2 separate regions of the Mus musculus genome follow, and region 1 is linked to region 2. A link is a contact called in public HiChIP or PLAC-seq data. All regions are on one chromosome and are shown on one strand. The core of a region is the stretch at or near the end of the contact, and the rest is flanking DNA. Distances in the headings are between cores, read along the strand shown. Region 1 overlaps Ptprn2 (protein tyrosine phosphatase, receptor type, N polypeptide 2). Region 2 overlaps Ptprn2 (protein tyrosine phosphatase, receptor type, N polypeptide 2).

Region 1 (7,394 bases), core at 347-2,846, 240 kb before region 2:
GTGGCAACAGATCAGGTCAAAAGATCCCTTCCTATAAGACCCCCAAGGAAGTTGATGATTTAAGAGCCATCTTCACACATCTACACAGCCAATCCATCTTGCAACTGTGGCGTGTTTCATTAATAGTGACCAGATTAAGATAACAGACAATGCATAATTCATGTACTGTACTTTTTCCACATTTCTAATTAGCAACCCACTTTCTACAGCTAATGTAAGACTACCCAGAAACGGTGTAAGATTAATACAGAGCCATAAAATTGTGGTTGCAAGGTATTTACATGAATGCTAATGAGAAGTTTCAAATTGTCATCATAAAAGAGCCTGTACTGTGACTTCATGAGGGAGTATAGAGGGTGAGAGAGGGGACAGACTGCCCTCCTCCTTCACTCTCAAATCAAGTTTGGCAAATCCAAGGAGAAAACTTTGAAAAGTTTATTTTTACCTGGTAGGCTTCAGTGGCATCTGCACTGGGGTCAGCGCCTAGTCCAGACAACTTGTCCTTCAGCTTGTAGTGTGAGTTGTGGCGGAGGCAGTAGGCAAGGCTGGAAGCCAGGAGAACCCCCAGGATGCAGGCAATGGAGAGGAAGGTGAGCAAAATGAACTTGGTAGAGTCCTCTTGCTCTTCCTGATGCGGCAGGAGTTTGAGCTTTCCCTTCTGCAGGAGGAGGAGAAGAGGGAGGAGAACAGGTTACTACTCAGGGGACCTTGACTCCAGCAGCACACCCCCTCCAGACTTAGTGCAGCCTCAACATGAGGGGGCTGTGCAGGGACACACGTGCAAAGAAGTTCCAACACCATACCTCCAGACCGAATTTCTATTAAGCAGAAGTCAAGAGTAACCCCAATAGTGGCTGTTCTTCAAACTTAATAATGTAAAGTATTTGGTACCCAACTTGCTGCTTTAAGTAAAACGAAGTGTACATCATTCCTAATCAGATACAGATTTTGTCCAGAGCATGTAATCCAGCACATGCTTGGCAGGAGGTGGGTAAAATATTAACAGAACTAAATAGTCCCCAGTATCAGTAGAATGCACTGGCCAGAGTCATCATAGCTCTGGGACATGGCTTCTTCTCTAGAAGACATTCTGTGGGTTAATGCAACCAGCTCTAGTCACTCTCTATAAGCACAGACTCCAACTACTGGTACCTGAGTATTGTTCCTTCAAAGGGGACAAGGTCTTTGGAAATAGATGATTGGGAAGTTCACTTTGCATCTTGGGGGAATAGGTGAGAAAATCCTCTCTGTCACTCAAATCCAGGGCAGATAGCCAGACAGCGCCCCCCTCATTAGCTTTATTAGGAGGTGTATTAGCAACAATTAAACACGCCACAGGAAAATGGAAGGGCCGCAGGCAAATCGCCCACGACTCCCGGCCAGCAACCCCCACAATTACTCGGGAAATGAATGGAAGAGCACGCCCCTGCCTCCGTCCTGGTTGCTACAAGAGGAGAACAATTAGCAAACTCCTTTCCGCCACCTAATTTCGCGTGGTAACAAAATGGATTTTTCCCCATGAATGCCTGGCCGGCCTATTCATTATCTCTCTTCTATTAGTAATTTTCTGCTCCGCTTTCAGCCTCCCAACTCTTCGTTTCCTCCAGTCTCTGAGTGTACACAGTGTCTCTTATGTCAGGCCGGGCCCATTTTTATCTTGTAATCATAAAGGCCACCAAAGCAATTATCGCTAGTCTTGACTGGAAAAGCTGGTCATTAATTAGCCTGCTTTTGCCTTCGGTGCGCGGATTAGCGGGCGCTGGGACCGAGTTAATGGAAACGCGGGTTAAATGAGAAAAGACGCCGGGATTTCCTGCCTGGATGCGCGGCTTGGTTCTGCTTGGCTCTGGACCCAGGAGGTTCCTGGACTTCAGTAATGGATGGAAGAGAGGAAGGGAGGGGGCTCCAAGGCCTGGCAGAGGGGACCTTTGGGAGGGGAGCAGGAGACCCGGAGCAGGAACGTGGACACCTCTCCCAGGACTGAGTGGGCGACACCCTTGGCTGCTGCGAGCCAGCAGCATAGAAGATCCTGCACAGGGGAAAGCTGTGGAACCCTTCCCTTCCTCCTCTTGGCTTCCTCCCGGGTCCCCTCCTCTTTTCACTCCCGCCCACCCCACAGGAGAGCTTCTAGAAAGAAGTCATTCCAGAGTCTCCCGCCCCTCCCCCCAAGTCAGCGAAGTCCCCATCTCAGTTTCTAAGCTACACTTCTTTGCCCCAGCACGGGCAGGAGCATAAACCACACAAATAACCCTTTCGGCCAGGGTCTCGGTGGCCCAAATGGCTGTCCTCACATGACTGGATGTAGTTCGCACAAGAACAAACCCTTTTCCTTAAGTTCCTGGCCAGTGGACCTCCGCACCATTCGCAAAACGGAGCTGTTCACTCCCCAGGGTTCAGTGTGGTCCCAGGTATGCCAGGGCGGGAGCTGGTCACACTCTGCCGGATCCATGGCTGCTTTCCCACCGCCCTTGCCTGTCTAGCCTCTTCTCAGCAGACCACAACAAAGGCAGTGGTGGGATGGCAATGGCAAGGACACCTTACCCATCTCCTGAGCTGAGGGTCCCTGAACCAAGGCCCAGCGTAGGCTTTGGGCGGACCTGCACGCCACGTGGCGCTGGAAAAGGACCTCCTTAACCTGGCTTCAGGCACGAAATTCCTCGGCTTCAGGTTCTCAGATAACTCTAAGTTACCAGCCATGCTGGGCCATGGTATATGACAGCCCATCAGTACACTCTGCACTGTACCCGCGCTTCCACAGGGCTGGGAGCACCAAGCGATCAATGGTCCGTAGTATGAACTCCGCCTGACTGACAGCACTGCCAGGTGACAGACACTGGGCACTCTGGAGCCACAGGAAGAGGCAGGTGATGTTCCTACAAGTGAACGGCGTGGCAACCTGCGGGGCTGGCTGCAGGGCAACCAGTGAAAAGCCCAGGTGCCCCAGCTTCTTTCTCGGTTTTATTTTAAACCAGTTGGTTGCTGGGATTTTTCTCAGAGGCTGAACCAAATTGTCCGGGCAAGAGCAGAGACTTCCTTCTCAATGGGCTCCTGTGGGATAACTGAAGAGGGCAGGGCCAGATTACTCTAGGCTCCACCCATCTCTGTGCCCCTGAGTAGTCCAGAGGAGTGGCTGGTGACCAGGATTAGTGTCAGCTGTACTCCTGCCCCAGAACCCCACCAGATAGGAGGCTCACACCACTGGCCTATGGGGTAGGAGTCGGGGAGGCACCCAGATCTGAAACTATGGGCTTCAGGGCCTGCCTTGGTGTAGGGCACCCTGGAAGGTTGGCAGAGTGGAGGTTGAAAGGAGTGATGTCTGACAGAAGAGGGTAAGGTAGATGCTGGATCAAGGGACCCCCACTTCGAGTCAATATATATCTAATATTAAGGTCTGAATTTCAACTGACTGATGGCTTCTCAAACCTGAAAATTTATCTCTTAGGGGCTCTCTGCCTGACAGTAGCACCAAAATGCCCTGACCTGAGGGTTGAAATGGGTGGGGTGGGGTGAAGGGAGAGAACCTGCTAGCAGTGGATGAGGTTGTAAGAATCCTGGGATGGGGGAAATAAAATTTCTAGAAATTCTTGTTTTAATGTCAGTTGAACATCCTACGTATAGCGACTGAGTTAACAACCTTGCATTTTCTTTCTTTTTGTGGAGCTAAAAAAGTGCATTTAAAAAAAAATGCTTGTTAGCCAGAAGCTGCAGTGGGAGAAGTGTGTCTGCTGGAAGCTTGAAGTGAGTTTGCACCTGGGCTGACCCAGGTGCAGCTGGAGCCACAGTCCCTCTCAGTATGGTGACTTCCCAAGGATGAGCAGTTTGGTGCGGACCACAAGGCGGCTTTCCGGGGGGGGGGGGGGGGGACGTCCCGGAAGACAGCCCAGACTAGTCATAGACATCTTATCAGTTTTGACTTGAAATTGAAAGAATAATGATGTTTAAATATTTATAACTTTGACATTTACAGTCAGATGTCTTTTAAAAGCAGAGCACCTTCTGCACAGTGGAAGCTCTTTCTGAAAGTTTGGAGCAGTGCTGGCTGAGGAGGGCGGTGGAGAGGACTCTCAGAAGGAGGTTGTTAGAGGTGCTGGGGTGGGGGAGGGGGGCTGTGCATCCAGGAAGTGGGAGGCACACTCATCAGCCCCACACTATCAAGTCCTGAGCAGACTTAAAAAATAATAGGAGTAGGGCAGACTTTAAAAATAATCAGGGATAAGCAGGTCCAGGTCGCACCAGCTCAGAGGCAGCTCAGGTGAACTGTAACCTTGAGCACGTCTTGCTATCATCTCTACCTGCAGCTCCTCAATTTTAGAATATGTGGTATTGCCCGTGAGGCAAGGTCAGGGTGGGAGTAGGGAAGTCGATCTGTGGAGCTGCTCTTAGACCACGTCCCTGTGGAGTTCAGCATCCCCACCTCTGCCTGTGAGGCACGTGGGGCTTCCGGTGACATCCTTGACAGACACCCTTATAACTTCCTAAAATGTTGTGATAAGCTGAGAGGTGTGGGATGCTATGTCTAGAGTCAATTGTGAGAACTAAGCCACACCAATATGATGAAAATTTGCAGGCATGCTACCAGGATAAAATGTAACATAACCAATTCATAAGAGTCAGATATCTAAGTCTCTGACTTGCAGTCTAAAATCTGGGTGCACAAAAAAGTATGAGCATAAGCATTTAGCTTCATGGATACTAAATTTCTCTTGTTGACATACTCATTGTTCTATTTCTACGGAATTTGATTTGCAACCTAGCTTCACCCTATTTTAGCAACCCACCACACACACTTTGGTTTGTAAAAGGTTAAGACAAGATGAGGGACATGTCCCCTCCCTTTCTTTTGGGGACCCATGTTATTATGACTGCAAAACCTTTCCCCCTGTGAAACAGAAATGAGTCTCATAGACTATGAGTTACTGTGACAAGTTCGTCTTTGATCTGCTAGATGAGCCAGTATCTTAGAGAATCATTTGGAAATTTCTTTTTAATTTTACTAAGATTAAATTTGTTAAAATATGGTTACCACCACTTTAAAACTGATCACAGTTTTTAGCAAAATATTTTTCAAGCCTGGACAAGTGACCAAACTTAAAAATGGGGAGGGGGAGAGGAGTGTCTTGAAATATTTTAAGAGTATTTTTTAAAGCTGTTAACTGAACTATTTTTAATTTGGAATTTGCCACAGAATTCTAATAAATGAGAGAAGTCAGGCGGAAATAATCATGTATTAATTCTCTGCATTACAAAATCTTTTCAGAAGCTATTATCAGAGCAAGAGGCATTGCGGTCTGAATTCAGGGTGGGAGAAGGCCTTTGTGCGGCTGAAAGCTATTGTTCCCCTCTACAGATGAAATTGTACTTGCAAATCTGCCATTCAAATAGCCACAAAAAAAAGCTTATATGAGCAGAAGAATCTCCCAAGAAATAATTATTTTTAAGCATAAACTTTAATGAAAACAAGTTATGTGCTGTTTTTAAAAATAGGCTGTTTGTTGAAAAATCTCAGGCATATACATAAGTGAATATACAAAAGATAATAACTTATTTGCTATCTTGAAACACTCCTAAAATAGTTGTTCTAGAAAAAAGCGCTCTGTTTTAAGATGAGGGAAGATTCATGATTTTGATGTTGAAAAGGAGGAGAGAGTTCTTTGAACTCATTTTTAATGTTGCTTGTTAACCACAACAGGGTGGAAGAACCAGCTAAGCTAGCAGAGAAGAGGCCAAATGGATCTATCCAAAGAGGGAACCTGCCCCCTTGCATTTTTCCGATCCACTGGCTGCGTTTTCTTTACATCAGAACTCAAAACTGGGCAGCGGGTACCCTCAGAACACTTCGCAGGCCAATATTTTGGCTTGTTTAGTGCCTGAGGCCTGGAGTGTTCAGGAGTTTTCTAGGGTGATGTCCTGGTATTGGAGAGGGATATTTGGCCGTACTGTCCCAGTCCAGTCCTGAACTAGCCCCAACCCCAAGAATCAACTACCTTCAAGACTGAAATATCTTATTTTAGCTTAACTCGCTCTCATGCCCGTAAAGGCCTTGGCTTTGCCCAGCTTTGCCCAGCTGGTCAATACCGGGTTGTGGAAGGAGTCAAGCGCGGGACTAAGAAGCTGGATGGCGGCAGTCACAAGTCCCCTCCCCCACACGGGGAGGCTGACCCTCACAGGCCTCTGCTTTCTCACCCCGGTTTCCCTGTCCCTTCCCCCTCACTAATTCCCAAGATCTCTGTAGAGGTCGTGGAGATCAGACCATGGCGCAGGACACAAAAGGTCGTGGGTTCCCGGGAGCCTCCAGTATTCACAGCCCCAGAGGGTCCTAGCTGGGACAATGCCACAGCCCAGCCTCCCTGGCCACAAAGCGCGCTCGCAGGAGCCGTAAATGTCCCCAACAAGGCCCGTACCCACCCCAAAATACCAAAAGCACCGCAGCGCTACCGTGGCCGACTAGCACTCCCCAGCTGGGCCACTGTGCACTTTAGGAGTGGAGCATCTAGGCTGGGGGCTGGTGGGCACTAACCCTAACCTCCTTTCTCTGCTTCCTCATATTTGCTTGATTCCTAAAATCTGTCATCCTGGCTTGGTGAAAACCATTTGGACCACTAAGCCCTTTACACCAGATCGGGAAGACTCTCGGTTTCCAGCAGTAACACGCAATGCCTGGTACCTAAGAAAGCCCGAGGTCTGCTGACTTCGATGGACAACTGAAGAACTGAGCAGAAACTGAGTGGGATAGGACCCAGGCAGGCAGAGGCACGGTGAGGCTCGACAGGTGGACTGCAGTACACACCTAGTTCTACCACGTACAGGGCCCTGGCAATCCTTATACTGACCCCTCTTCTTTAAAGCAGTCCAGCCTGGAGCGTCGCGTTGCAACGAAGACGCAAAGGGACTTCGGCTTTAAAAGTCAATGATGCTGATTTGGGGGCTACCCAGATGTCTGGGGGCGCAGCTTCTTTAACCGCAAAACAGGCGGGTTTTAGGAACCAAACCATTAGTCAGAAATGAAATAAATAAGCTCTTGTTCTAACAGCTCTGAGTCAGAAGTTTTTCTGGCGAGTACGCGACCGCCCCACCTGGCGCGCCCGGGGGGTGGGGGTCTCGGATAGATAAGGGTGGGAGAAAGTGTAGGATCCCTCTGGGGCAGGGAGGTAGAAGCTCAAAGGTGATTCTTGGAGAGGCTGGGATTGGGGAGTCAGAGGACTCCTCACTTTCCTGGGCCGCCCCCACCTGCTTCTCTGAACGCTCCGCCCCGGGCCCACTTGGTCCTCTTAACTCGCCGCCAGCTGGGACTATCAAATGGCACAGAAGCACACCCGGGACCCCAGAAAGGAGAGAGTAAAGAGATCTCCAAAATGCTGCCAGAGGAAAACGTCCCCAGACCAGTCCCCTTTATG
Region 2 (7,517 bases), core at 1,229-3,728:
TCAGCATCACCAATCATCACCGCTACCACCAACAACCACTACCACACCGCCATCACCACTACAACCATCAACAACCACCACCACCATTATCATCATCGTCATCATCACAGCTGTGTTCACTTTGTTGAGCTGAGTTCCTGGGTGCCAACTTCACTCTATTTGACTATGTAGTTTTATTCTGATTTAATACCCATCACTAGATACTTCTGTGTGTCTCAGGGATCACACTTAAGCTTCTATGGATAAAGAGTGAATCGGAAATTCAACTATTCACATTCTACTCATTGAAAATATTAATAGTGACTGCCTACATGTGTCTAGCAGCTATTTTTCAATCGTCTAGCAGCTATTTTTCAATCATCATGAACTGTATCTGAGTCATCCTGGATTGGATGGAATCAGAAGTAGAAACTATCATGATTGTTTCATGGACATGGAAACTGACATTTTAAAAAGATGGCCAGACCTGTGAGCCAGAGCCTCTTTTCCCACCTCTTCCCTTCCCAGTCCTCCTACTAAGTCTTGCCCATCACTATATCTCTCCCCAGAAGATTGGCCTGAAGCACTGAACCAGCCTCTTGGCTATGCAGCTGTCCTCATTTTCCCAGCCACCTCAGCCTCAGCTCCTTGTGACATCTGAAGGGATGAGGACCTCTTTTCTCTCTCTACCTCCATTCATCTGCTCTCGCTAGTCTTCATGGGATTGTAGCTCCCCGCAGCACCTGCGCTGAAGGCTCAAGCCTGGACTTACTCGAGCCCTCATAGATCTTTAAGTCTAAATTCTTTGAGAGACAGAGCCCCACCTTCATGGTTGTCTACCACGCCAGCCAGATGGCCCTCAAAGGATGCCGTGAGGGGCACATGGTGGTTGATAATTGCTATGCTGGAGTTATCACCTTTAGGTCTTGGAAGAGCTCAAAGAGGAACAGGCTTATCTAGGAACACAACCTATTGCTAATGAGCCTCATTTTGTTAAGACAATCATGAAGAGTAACAGAAACGCATTTACTGAGATAGCATATTTCTGGAAAGATGCCTAAGCTAGAATACTTTCTAAGTGGACTGAAGAAGGGCCACTGTTTAAATACTGTGGCTAGAGCTACTCTGAAAAGAGAAGACACAGCTAGTGAATTTCGTGGGATTTTAATGTTTTAAAACAATGGTTCTTTAAATTAAAAAAAATAAAAAGAACAATATTAGAGTATAACAATACATAAAGAATAATACAGACATGGACAAAACCTTCAGCCTATTACACACCAAAAATACTTGTGGGAACTGTCTCCTTCAAGGTGCCTTTGGTCTGGTGTCCTCCAGCTTTATCATCATAAATAAAACAGCCTCAGCTTCAACTTTTCAATTTTAGTGTTTTACACGGCAAAAATCTCCATTGGAACCCTCTGCGAACTTCTCTGGTTACTGTTGGAGTCCCAGCCGTGTTCCAGGGAGGCTCGCAGACACTCCTCTGGAATCTTTTTCTTAAGCCCTCTGAGACTCATACCCTCTCAACTTGTCTGCAGTGGCTTCCAGAGTTCTGAGAACTGCACACCCTCCAAGGTACCGGGTCCTCACAGCCATCCCTTCTCTGTGGCAGTGTTTCAGGATCAGCAGGACCTGCTTTCTCTACAGAAGGGCCAGGTTCAGTTCAGGCCCAGGTCACTCCATCCCTTCTGCTAGCTCACCCTACCTGTTCCCCATCCAGGACTTGCTGAGTGCACTGGAAACTATGCCCTCACCCCACTCTGCACACACACACAAGCATGAGAATGCAAGTAGCCATCTGCAGTACCAGAGTCTCCAGCTCCATCATTTCGGTACCAGTTATGCGGGATCCTTGTCTTCACCACTGTCTCACTTGGAGTCCTTCACCTACCCACTGTTCTTCCAGATGCTCAGGTACAGGAAGCACGTGCCCAAGACCATGTGACTAACTCAACCCGGTATGAAGTGCCAGCACACTATAGGGGCTGGGGTGGCCTGGATGCTTGTGTCTCATTACCTTCTGACTAACGATAACAATGCCTGGCTTCCTGAGCATGCCAGAGAAACCAGAGGCTATCAATGCTACAGTGTGTGATGTGGGATTAAGGTGTGTGTGTGTGTGTGTGTGTGTGTGAATGCTGCCCTGCCTGGCCCCACAGAGCTCTGAGCTTGGCAGTTAATGCTCAAGGGTAAGACTTTGCTGGAGAAGTGTGGTTCCTTACTCTACCCATGTGAGAACCAGTATTAGAAAGACACAGTCTGCTCCCCAGCCGCCGCCCCATTCCGGTTAGGGTTAGACATGTACAGTGTATGGAGCCCCTTACTGTCTACGGTGTGAGGAGCACTGAGGACCTTTCTGTAGTAACTGCAAGTAAAAATTGCCGTCTGCTTCACGGATCTGAATTCCCATAGAACAGGATTTCCTCCATTGTGCCTTCCTGGCAGACACCTGCCCCTCCCTCTGGCATTCAATGACGCACGGCACTGATTATAAAGTGTCCCAGCTGGTAGCAAGTTCACTTCATCTTTCTTCGAGCACGCTTTTTATTCAGTTCACATAGGAATCCAATTAGCATATCATTGTGACTGATTAAATATGCCTCATGTAAATTTACACGTCAAAACACACACTGTACTTAAACAAGCAGGCCTGGCTGGCGCATCTGTAATGGCTCTGCAAGCTCATCTAGCACCCGCACAAAAGCCTGGATGGAAATGTACGGCAACTACCTGATGGCATTGGGCGTGGGAGGCAGGGGGCTCGTGCTTGAGGGATGGTGGATATAGACATTTGTCTCTCTTTGTCTCCGGCAAGAAGCTATTGACAAGGGAGGCCATCTGCGCAGGAGGCTGCCACGTCCAATTAGCTCATCAGGTGACGGAAATTTGGCCTCTGCTCCAGAAAGTCCCTGTGCACCCAAGTCGAGACTGTTTCAAAGCGATTGCATTATCTTAGACAGCAGGATTAAATTAATATGGCAAAGACTGCTACTGGAGGAAAATTTTTTTTTCAAAATGCGTGTTAATGTTTATTATGCATGGCATTATCAGGAGTGGTCTTCTTTGACACGCTATTTAATTCATCCTTCATTCAAACCTCTCTTTAGAAAAGAGCAAAAGACCCACCTATGAATATTGGATTGGGAAAGTTAAAGAAAAATAGAAAGCTTTAATTGGATTTCTTAGAAAGCAGTGACTGTGACTTTATGGATGACTTCATGGGATGTGAACGTCTACAGCCTCTGCAATGGCCTCCAGGGGAAGCAAAGGTTTCCTGCTCGTCATTACTCTGCCCTTGCATGTGCCCGCTTGCATGTGACAAGTGGCAGTCATTCGCCACCTTTCGAGCCCTCTGCTTTCTCTGAGGCCATGATGTGCTTGGCTATTTACATTAAGAATGACTCACAGGGTTTTGTGCACATTTTTGCCTGAAGAGACTTAGATCTGCATCTCAACTGGGCTCCATCCCTGTGTTATCTTCCTGGGGACAGAAGAAGACTCCACGCTACCTGGATCCCAAGCCAATCTCTCCAGTTCCTAGAAACTAGCCTACAGGCTACTGTGCACACCAACATCTCTTGGTGGGGGTTATCTTCTCCATCTCTAGTGGTGTCAGTATGAGTGGGTTACATTAACTCAGCTGTGATGGTTTTGAGTCTGGGAGACCTTCAGGTACCCATGAAGGATATTCAAAGGCAAACTTTGCACTACTGAATGCCAAGATGGGATTGAAAAGCAAAGGAAACTATACAAAACCCTTTCAACTAGAGTAGACAGGAACAAGAAACTGACAGGACATGGAGAGCCTGCAGCCGAGTCCAGGTGGGTTGCTGCAGCAGAGGCGCCTCTTGACATTCAGCAGAGAATAGAAAAGACAGGAACAGTGTATTTGATAGGTAGAAAAGACATTTAAGACCAACTTGAGCATCTCCTATCAAATGTGGGCCATCATGAGGAGGGACAGATATCATGCAAAGTGAAAAGACATCTTTTCCTGGTGTGTTTTATTGAAACACACTAAAGGGATTAAACTTGTTTAAAGCAGTAAAAGAAAAGCATTTAGCCATAATAGGCATGTTCCAGAGAGATGCATACAAATGTGCTTCCTTTCATTTAAATACTGTTCAAAACTACTGTGGGAGATTTAGGGGAGCCCTGTAGCTACTCGGTTCCTACAAAGAGGAATCCTTCTGAACACATTTGGATGGAAACTAATACTCAATTTCCCAGTCAATGTTCAGAGTACAGGTATAGTACATGGTGTAACAGGGCAGCTGCTTGCCTCCTTCCAGGATTGTGGCTGCACAGGTTCACCCAAGTCCAGAAGTGGTCTGAGGAGATGCTGGAAGGATGTCCTCCCACACAGCCTGGACATACTCTTCCTCCTTGTGTGAGTACACACAGACAGCTTGGGAGCCCAGGAGCCTGCTGTTCTTGCCTTTTATCCTTCTCTGGTTCCTCTTTCCAATCCCTCATCTCCTAGGCACCTTCTGACTCCCCACAAGCTGGCCCAAGGTGAGATTATGGCTTCCAGACTTATGCCTTTTTGCTCCACCCCAGTCAATCTCTGCTACAGTCATGTCAATGCTCAGAGTCCCGTTCTATACCACTTGCCCTCAGATTCCCTCACTTCTGGGGTGTAGTTGCTGCTTGTTGAGTTTTCATATTATTTCAGGCATAAGTGGATGTCCTTGTGCAAAAGAGCTGGCAATGGTAGAGATAACTCTTGTGTTCACATTCAGCAGAACTTCCATTAGATCTCTAAGCTCCACCCCACAGTTACCTGGCAACAGCCAGGTATGACTGACTCACTATAAAAGGGGTTGCTTGCCCCTTCCTTGCTCTCTTGCTCTTGCCTTTCTACTCCCCCCTCTCTCCCCATTCTCTTCCCCCCTCTCTCCACAGGCTAATGTCTGGCCTCTACTTCTCTACCCCCCCCCCTCTGTCTGTCTCTGTCTGTCTCTGTCTGTCTGTCTGTCTGTCTGTCTGTCTGTCTCTCTGCCTTTCTCTGCTTGTATTACCCTTTTAACTCCCTTCCCCATGCCCTGAATAAACTCTATTCTATACTATTCCGTTCTGTGTCTGGTCTCTCGGGGGGAAGGGATGCTTTAGCATGGGCCTGCAGAGGCACCCCCACACCTCACCACATCTCCATAGAACATATACCCCCTCTCTTTATCTTTTTATAAGCACATCAAGATCTATATGTGTGTTCGGTTCAAAGCTCCACATTCTGCGCATTACTGCCTGGTGCATTCGCCATGCATCACAGAGGTATGGTTTGAAATTCAGGAAAACCCGGCACCCTTGGCCCCTCTGGGAAGGCCTGGGAGAGTCATGCAATTTACCTCCTTACTCTAGCATCACCATAGATCTGACACTTAAAACAGTCAGGGAGATCACAAGACAACGGCCTCCCAACTCCACGACAGCAAGCTTCAGATCCATACTTGGTCTATGTGAGAGAAACAAAGCCGACCTCTAATTATCACCTGACAGCCAGTGTGGGTGACAGGTGTCAAGGCAATATCAAGGCACCTGCACCTCTGCAACTGGCTGAGAAAATGTAGGGCTCACACAGACAACCGAGAGCAACAATGTTCTTGTAAGGTAAACAGTGACAAGAGCTGCCTTTCCAAACGCACCGCAAAGACTCGTGAGTCACCAGTGTGAGAGGTCATGGGTCCCAGGGATCCTGCACTGAAAATTACAATCCTCAAGGTCTTCATAGAATCTACCTAAACTGCTGCTCAGCACTGTTAGCTTCTTCAGCTTCTGTGGCAGTGTCTAAATCACACACATACCCCTGTAGTACCAAAAAGGATCACTCCTTCCAAAGAGTGTTAAAGTAAATTCTAGCAGAGACTATCACACCATCCAGGAACAGAGGGTCACCTCTCCCCCATATTTCTTTCTATCTTATTTACATCGCTACATTGTAAATTCTCAGTACACAAGAATTTCCTTACTGAAGTCATGAAAAGGGATACTTTGTAATAAGTTATGTGTCCTGGTTAGAAAAGAAACAGTGACCTGACCTGGTAGGGCAAGTATCCCTGTGGCCAGAAGAGCTGGGGACACCTAATTGCTTCTGTAGCAACTTTTGTAGTATCTGCTCCTGGCTGCATGTCTTGCCAATGATACTGGATGGATGAGGAATGGGGTAGCAGGCCAGCACTTTGTAAGAAAAAAAAAAAAATGGAAGTGTGAGATAAAGGTACAGATCTCATATGGCCACATTCTAATTCCAGGGCCTGTTGGCATTCCTTCTAGGCTCCCCTCCACCCACAGTTACCTGGCAACAACTAGGTGTGCCTGACTCACTCTAAAAGGGACTATTTGCCCCTCTTTGCTTTCTTGTTCTCTTCTCTTGTCATCTTGAACTAGCTTCCTTACCCTCTTCCCTGTCTCTCCCCATTACCCCTCCTCCCTCTCTCTCCACATTATCATGGCCAGCCTCTATTCTCTCTCTCTCTCTCTCTCTCTCTCTCTCTCTCCCTCCCTCCCTCCCTCCCTCCCCCCTCCCTTCCTTTCTCTGTCTTTACTACCCTCTCAATTATCCTCCCCATGCCCTAAATAAACTCTATACTATACTGTCATATGGCTTGTACATCAGGGGGAAGGGATGCCTCAGCATGGGCCCTCAGAGGTACCCCCTTCCCCCACACCACACTGTACCTCCACCAAACATATCCCTGGCTTCTTTTCTTTTTATAAAAAACAACAGGGCCTGTGTCAACCATGATGATTTTCAGCTCACTTATTCCTCCCATTAGCATTCAAGATGACAAGCATCTTGTTCGGGGGGCCGCAGAGCATGGCTGTTCTAGCTTTGCTGCAATGTGGCCCACAGTCACCTGCTGCCTGTGGCTGAATTAAAAGGAAGAAAACAGAGCAACCATCATTGTTCATGAACCAAATGGTGTGCACTGTCACACCAGGACAGAGGCTAGGCATGTAGGTCCTCCCAGAGCTTTCTCTGACTCTTCTTCCTATAAGAACACCCACCACATTGGGTGAGGACTCTGTTCTCTGAGCTCAATCTAACTGGATGATACTTTCCAGTGTTTCCAGATGAGATCACGATCATAGGTCAGGGATGAGAATCCTGACATGGCTTCTTAGGGACATGTTTCACCCACAGGCAATACTGGCTGTTGTCATAGAACATTGTGTACATATTCCTTCCATGTTATATTTGATATTTTTTAATGTGTGAGAACCGATAAGATTTTCAAAGCAAAGAAGAGTAGGAAAGGGGGCTGGATCAACCTTGTTAAGAAAGGCTGACACAGGAGAGAAGACAGGCCTTTAGAAGCACTTTGCTTGAATAACATGTTTTGCGTGTTGTCGTTTTACTGAGCAGGCTTGCATGAAGGCTGAACTCCCAGCTCTGTGTTTATAACCTGCTTTTCTTTCTGAACACTCTATCAATCTGACATTTCCCTAAATCAAACCGACCTTCCACAATGTAGCATGAATCATAGTGGTCTCATCATGCTGACTAGAGAGCACTCTCTCCACTCTGGGACAGG

Evidence for each region. HiChIP or PLAC-seq counts read pairs in DNA pulled down with a chosen protein or histone mark.
Region 1: a contact with region 2 is called in an H3K4me3 HiChIP or PLAC-seq map of embryonic forebrain, with 4 times the contacts expected there. The contact joins two enhancer-like sites. A contact is called at or near these places in 5 of 115 datasets of contacts at active chromatin or transcription factors (embryonic basal ganglia, embryonic forebrain, embryonic hindbrain and 2 more).

What each region holds. Positions count from the first base shown.
Region 1 is chr12:117,154,858-117,162,251 of GRCm38.p6, reverse strand. Ptprn2 (protein tyrosine phosphatase, receptor type, N polypeptide 2) reads right to left here. Exons shown (of 23, transcript NM_011215.2): 13 at 446-658. Among named protein-coding and RNA genes, the nearest start is that of Gm10421, 7.3 kb to the right of the region's middle. Within about 2 kb of position 1,596, at least 25 of the 459 cell types and tissues checked have an H3K27ac peak or open chromatin away from gene starts, as enhancers often do. A contact at or near this core is called in embryonic basal ganglia and embryonic forebrain, where this site is marked.
Region 2 is chr12:116,915,107-116,922,623 of GRCm38.p6, reverse strand. The region is part of intron 11 of Ptprn2 (protein tyrosine phosphatase, receptor type, N polypeptide 2); the gene reads right to left. Among named protein-coding and RNA genes, the nearest start is that of Gm31336, 160 kb to the right of the region's middle. Within about 2 kb of position 2,478, at least 37 of the 459 cell types and tissues checked have an H3K27ac peak or open chromatin away from gene starts, as enhancers often do. A contact at or near this core is called in embryonic basal ganglia and embryonic forebrain, where this site is marked.